2 separate regions of the Mus musculus genome follow, and region 2 is linked to region 1. Evidence: chromatin contacts called from public Hi-C data. All regions are on one chromosome and are shown on one strand. Each heading gives the region's core, a stretch centred on a gene start, on an enhancer-like site or on the middle of the called end of the contact. The rest is flanking DNA. Distances are from core to core; before and after follow the strand shown. Region 1 overlaps Pctp (phosphatidylcholine transfer protein). Region 2 overlaps Hlf (hepatic leukemia factor).

What was found. Hi-C and Micro-C count contacts between places; a contact is called where the count stands out from the background.
Region 2: a Hi-C map of liver shows a contact between it and region 1, with 2.1 times the contacts expected there. The contact joins two enhancer-like sites. A contact is called at or near these places in 3 of 39 promoter capture datasets (liver and neutrophils), 5 of 484 Hi-C or Micro-C datasets (all in liver) and 1 of 115 datasets of contacts at active chromatin or transcription factors (bone marrow-derived macrophages).

The regions. Positions count from the first base shown.
Region 1 is chr11:89,993,342-89,996,392 of GRCm38.p6, forward strand. All of the region lies in intron 1 of Pctp (phosphatidylcholine transfer protein), which reads right to left. Among named protein-coding and RNA genes, the nearest start is that of Pctp, 8.0 kb to the right of the region's middle. Within about 2 kb of position 1,495, at least 5 of the 459 cell types and tissues checked have an H3K27ac peak or open chromatin away from gene starts, as enhancers often do. A contact at or near this core is called in liver, where this site is marked.
Region 2 is chr11:90,340,976-90,343,803 of GRCm38.p6, forward strand. All of the region lies in intron 3 of Hlf (hepatic leukemia factor), which reads right to left. Among named protein-coding and RNA genes, the nearest start is that of Hlf, 49 kb to the right of the region's middle. Within about 2 kb of position 1,501, at least 10 of the 459 cell types and tissues checked have an H3K27ac peak or open chromatin away from gene starts, as enhancers often do. A contact at or near this core is called in liver, where this site is marked.

The sequences.
Region 1 (3,051 bases), core at 245-2,744:
CCAAAACCAGGATTCTTATGTGTTAAGATAATGATCATGGGGTGGGGACTTCGATGATTAACTGTGGGTATCTACAAAAATTAAGGCAAACGATTTTCTTAGACTAGGTCCCGGCCCTTCCTGAATGCAGTTACAACCTTCCGTGACCCTGATCCTATCTGTGTCACAGAAGAGGACCAGAAAAGACAAAGAGAAAAATAGAACGACCTACCCAACCTACATGAACCCAGAAGAATGAACTATTGTGATGACTTCCTTTAGTCTCTCCCATTGCGTCAGGACTGAAAAATACCAGCACTCCAGAGGAACAAGACCCTCGCTGCCTGCCCCCTTCCTGGTTTCTCAGTCCCACCTTTGCTGAGCTCCCTAGCCTGGCCCAAACTCCCAGATCAAAGCACTTTCCCACTAGTGATTTCTAAATGTGTTCAGCAAACATACTCATTTTTACTTCATCCTTTAAAAGAAAAAGTGATTTTTCATCATTGTAAAAATTATACATATTCATTGTAGGAAGTCCGAAGACATTATGAACTACTTAATGAGTGACATGTAACCTCACAGTTAATAAGTATCTATTAATAATAGTTGATAGTATTTATTTAAAGGGAGCAGATGTTTGTCTTCATGAATGAATGGATATGATATAGTATCAACAGCTGGAATTATTCTTACATTTACTAGTATATTGAGACTATGGAAAGTCTGTTTCAGAATATTTTATAGAAATGAGTATTTCCAAAATGATCATAAAACTCTTTGTTCACAACCCTAGTCCATTTTTTCAATAGGGAAGTTTTCCCAGAGATGAGTGTTAGGAAATGTTAACATTCAAGGGCTGTTTGCCCTCTTCAAATATTTAGAAAATGTATACACCAGACTCTGTTCTCAGAAACAGCGAAGAAGCAGCTCCCGGAGACTAAGTACCACTCTTTTACGGTTTGGCATAGAAAAACACAATGCTTAGTTTTATCTCAGTGGAATTTATATTAACAACGTATCAGGCCTTTTAAAAAATTAAGATTTACAAATAATTGGAAAATTTTTGTTTCGGGTATTTTTCCAAGCTTACCCACACTGTAATAAATAACTCCAAATATGTTTCTGCAAGAGTGGTTTGGATTTTCCTGAAGTCTCCCACAGCTACCTCTAAAAATGTCTCACATCCCCCATTTACAGCAAACCATACTGGGTGTCTAATGCTCCATTTCTAAGACCGTTTCCTACACTTCAAATACTGAAAGGTTATGTGGATGGCAGTGAATTTGCCAGTATCATGCATGGAACACAGTTGCCAGAAGAACCAGGTGGGGGTGGGGGAAGTGATATGGTGCACACCCACTTCCCCCCTTCCGGGAGAGCCCCCAGGAGCATGTGAATGGCTAGTGAGTATTCAAGAATCGGGTGGCTCTTGCAATGAGTTAGGGAGAACCATGCGTGGGAAATGAAGAGAAAAGATGGCATGATTGGACAACAGAGCAGAGTCCTTTATGCCTGTTCAACCAAGGGACTGGTTGAACATTTCTCCTCTCCTGTGCTGGAGAGCATCCAAGTGACACTCTCTCCCTACTCCAAATGGGGACCTGATATTTGGATCTGTGCCAACTCTTCTAGGACTGAAAAGCAACAAATAAATAGCAGAGGAGAAAGGCTCAGAGTTTCTGGCATGATGGGTCAGCTAAACTGATATGTACAGATCTCTGAGTTATCAGCTATGCAGGACAACAAGGTAGCTTGATTTGGGGCAGCCTCAGTCCAGCTTTGTTGTTGTTGTTTTGTTTTGTTTTGTTGTTGTTGTCTTTTTTCTTACTTGCTCCTAAAAGCAATCTTAATTGACCCAAAATGGTGCTCACTGACACTGCAGAATTTTATTTGAAACTTTTGATACTAGGAAATGGTGAAAGTCTAAAGAAAAATGGCCTTGTAAGTATAAGGACATAATTCTGGATCCCCGGCACCCTTGAAAAACCAGGGTGGAAGGTGGGAGAGATAGTTCAGCAGTTAAGGGCGCTTGCTGTTCTTGCAAAAGACGTGGGTTAAGTTCCCAGCAGCCACACTGGGTAGTACACAACTTCCTACAGCTCCAGTTCCAGGGCAGCCAGCACTCTCTTCAGTCTTCCACGGGCATCTGCATGCACATGTAAACTCGTGTAGGCACGCACAAATGTAAGTAAATAAAGAGGGACACATGTGGATGTGCGTGAGCTCACACAAGAAACATTGAAAATGCCAGCTCTCCATCCTTTTTGGTATATAATATACTGACTACAAAGGAAATGCAAAACAACAACGGAAAACCATTTCTCCATATGGCAGGACGGACTCAAAAGAGCAGATTCTCCGAAGTCCCTTTCTTAGCTTCATAACCCATTAGCTGGGCTGCCTCTCCACACTGATCAATCAAAGGAAAATATTTGTTAAACTAGCTAAATGAACTTTTCTCCTCGCTTCAAGGCCCTGATCTTTGACCAACTCTGCCTACCTTGAGCCAGCCTACACTCCCTTTGTTGAACAGGAGCAAAGGACTCTCTGCTTTCTTGTCCAATATCACCATCTTTTCTCTTCATTTCCCATGCATGGTTCTCCCTAACCCGAGATACTATTATTTAGAAGAGAAACTCACATGCCTAACTGTCACCAGGCTGAAGGCCTTAGAGCCAAAGAGCTGCCCCCACTGCAAGAGCCACCCGACTCCTGAAAGTCTCTGCTAGGTCTGGATGGAGTCTTTATTTCACATTACTTTAAAACAGAATGGCAGAACAATGTTACAACTTACGGCTATTGGGGAACACAATGTGACTATGTATAACTTCCCTAAAACACTAGAGGAATGCAAAGCCTTGTTAAAATGCAAAGAGAAAGGACCATGAGGTTCTCTGAGAATAATGGAGCCTCTCTGGATTCCTGGTGAGCATCTTACTTTTCTATTGCTAAGCAGAGACACCATGACCAAGGCAACTTATAGATGGGTTTATTGGAGGTTTGCTTACAGTCTCAGGAATGACTTCACTACCATCCCAGGGGCTGAGGATCTGGTAGCAAGCGTGCAGGCAG
Region 2 (2,828 bases), core at 251-2,750, 350 kb after region 1:
TGCTCATTAGTTACAGAAGGAAAAAGAAACAAGATATTAGGTTTCAGCAGCACTGGGTGGCAGCCAGGGGTGTGCTGAGATACCAGCCTGGGTTTCTTCATTTCTGTCTCCTTCCTTTTCAGCTTCTACATGTCTGAGGGTATGATCTGCCAGCCATGGCTTTGGTCCTAGAGAAAGGACCAACCTGTCGCAACAGGCTTTGCCCAATGCAGTTGTGTGCCAGTACAGGAGAGCGGAGAGTTCAGCTGAATGCCAAAGGCTCACCACACTCCCTAAATTCCATTCCAATTTTCTTCACTTTCTTTGTTGAACTTTTCTTTTTTAACTTACTTTAATCCTATGAGTACACATGTAGGCTTCTCTAAGTTGGGACTGTGTCACTGGAAGGCAATATGGTGCTATCTCTCAAAGGTAGACACATGTAAATTTTAAATTAACTAACGCCCCCTTTTTAAGATAAAGTCTTACATATCCCAGGCTGGTCTTGAACTTACTATGTAACCAAGGGTGGTTTTGAACTCCTGATCCTCCTGCCATTGACTCCTTAGCACCACCATGCCAAGTCTCTCTACAATCTATCTTAATGAATATAATGTTGCTATAGCCAGCCACTCCACCTCTATGATTTCATCTAGCATTCTCCATGTTCATAGACACAGATGCATTCTTGGTTATAAAATTATTTGCAAAAGTCAAAAATGTGAAAAAAACGAATCATCTATAGTAGGGTTGATAACTACATCATCATAGTCACATAAAGATATACTCTACAGATTTTAAAAATAAAGACCTGAGATGGGGTGGGGACTGCAAAGATGTGTGTGATGACCTGTGATATGTGTAGAAACGACAGCAATCTGCTGGAGAGCATGCATGTTCATCACAGTTTGTCTAACATTATGCTTTACTAATACAGACATGGCCAGATCGATTTATAGTGGCTAATATAGGTCCCACCATAAGGGGGACGAAATCAGGGAGGCAACACACATGAGGAGGCTCACCCACCCTTTTAGTTTATATCCTGAGCTATCAGAATGTCACATAAGGGCTATGTGCACTTCAGTAATTGAAAACAGAAATTAAAAAAATATATTGACTTTCATTACTCAATGTACTCCTACCAATGGCTAACATTTAAATAATGTATTCTAATTTCCTGCGTAACTACTTGCTGGGTTTCAATTACCCAATCCGGAATTCTCATATCTTTCTCCATCATTGCTCCCCCTACCAAAAGAAAGGAAAGCTCCCTAGGTGGACGGTGGGGGATAGTTTGGATCTTCTTAATCCACAGAGGGGACGGTGCCAAATGGAATTTTTGCAACTCCTTTTGTATCATCAACTTGCTCCAGCAAATATCTCTGTCTTAGCAAAGCTGATACTTTAGTTCATATCGCCTAGAATTGGTAGGCGAGGCTAATTCCTGCCCTCTCTCAAGACGCCAAGGGCAGTTGGCACTGGAGGAAGTCACTCACATGGGTGAAGCTCAAAGGTTGCAAAACAAAGGTCAGGATCAGTGGTCTGTCTCTGTCCACTCTCTCTGGCTCTGCCTGTGCCTCTGCCTACCAGTCCACTCTCCTCAGCAGACATGCACCTTGTGTGGAGACCATGTGTGAGATGGAAAGTGTGTGAAGGCACTTCCTGCCTGCTGGTCACAAGACTATCCTTTGTTCATAAATTGCCTCGAGATTTCTATACATTTTATAATGTGTAACGGGATCAAAAGGGCATCTTTGTAACAGCTGGTTTGCAAATTCTTCTTAGGGAGGAGGGAGCCCTTGGGAGAATGCCTGGATGAGCTTGCTGTGGTTGTTGATAGAATTTGCTGTTTGTGCTTCTCAAAGCTGGTGGGAAGGGCAGAAAGGGAGGATGGCTGGGAGGTCCTGGGAAACCCAGTGACATCACATAATGGAGGTATCTGCACAACAGTGAAGCACCCAGCTCTGATGGAGGCTCTTGGTGGGACTTGGGTGTCCTCCTCCATTCTGTCCCCCTTTATAGTTAGTATCAGGAAGTCTACCACACTTGTCAATATGCCCAGGAGTATGGTTTCCAAGAACGTTCTGCTGAACGGCTGAGTCCGAATGGATCAGAGCCAACGCTCAGGGCACACGAGGGCAGGAGGTGAGGCTATACATGAGCACAGCCTTGGGAAGTGGTAGAATGGCTCTAGTGTTCTGTGACAATTCTGACCATGTCTTTAAGGGCCAATGAATCACCAACTAACTCTTCACACTCAGTTCTCATTGGGAGTTCTGGCTCAGGCTTCTTAGCATTCTTATCACTTGTAAAGTGCCTTCCTCCCCAGCCTCACCTGCTCGTATGTGCAGATGAGCTAGCAAAAGACTCTTCAGTAGGAGGGAAGCAAAGAACAGAGCTGTAAGAAAGGATGGAAAAAATGGGAATGATGGGAGAAGGGATATCCTGGTCTAGAAGCACCAGCTTGCCTCCTTTCTTTTTTTTTTTTTTTTCTTTCTTTTTTGATTGGAGACAGGGAGGCAAGAACTCTAGTGGGAATGATGGAATTGACACTGGATCCCCTGGCCCATCCTGTACCTGCTCAGAGCTGACGCCCTCTGGCTTCCCAGTGACCTTCACTCAGGGACCCACTCATCACCTACCTCTAACAGATGACACTGCTCTTTTCTCTACAGACTAGAATTTCTATGAGATCGAGTGTGCTGCTAATGCTGGCAAACACTAGAGTCCCCTGAGCCTCTGAAAGATGTTTGCCAAGTGAATGAATGGGTCATTCATTAAGAGTGGTAAGAAATAAATGTGATGTGCACTATCAGCAAGGAATCCCAGTATGTCCTCATTCAGGT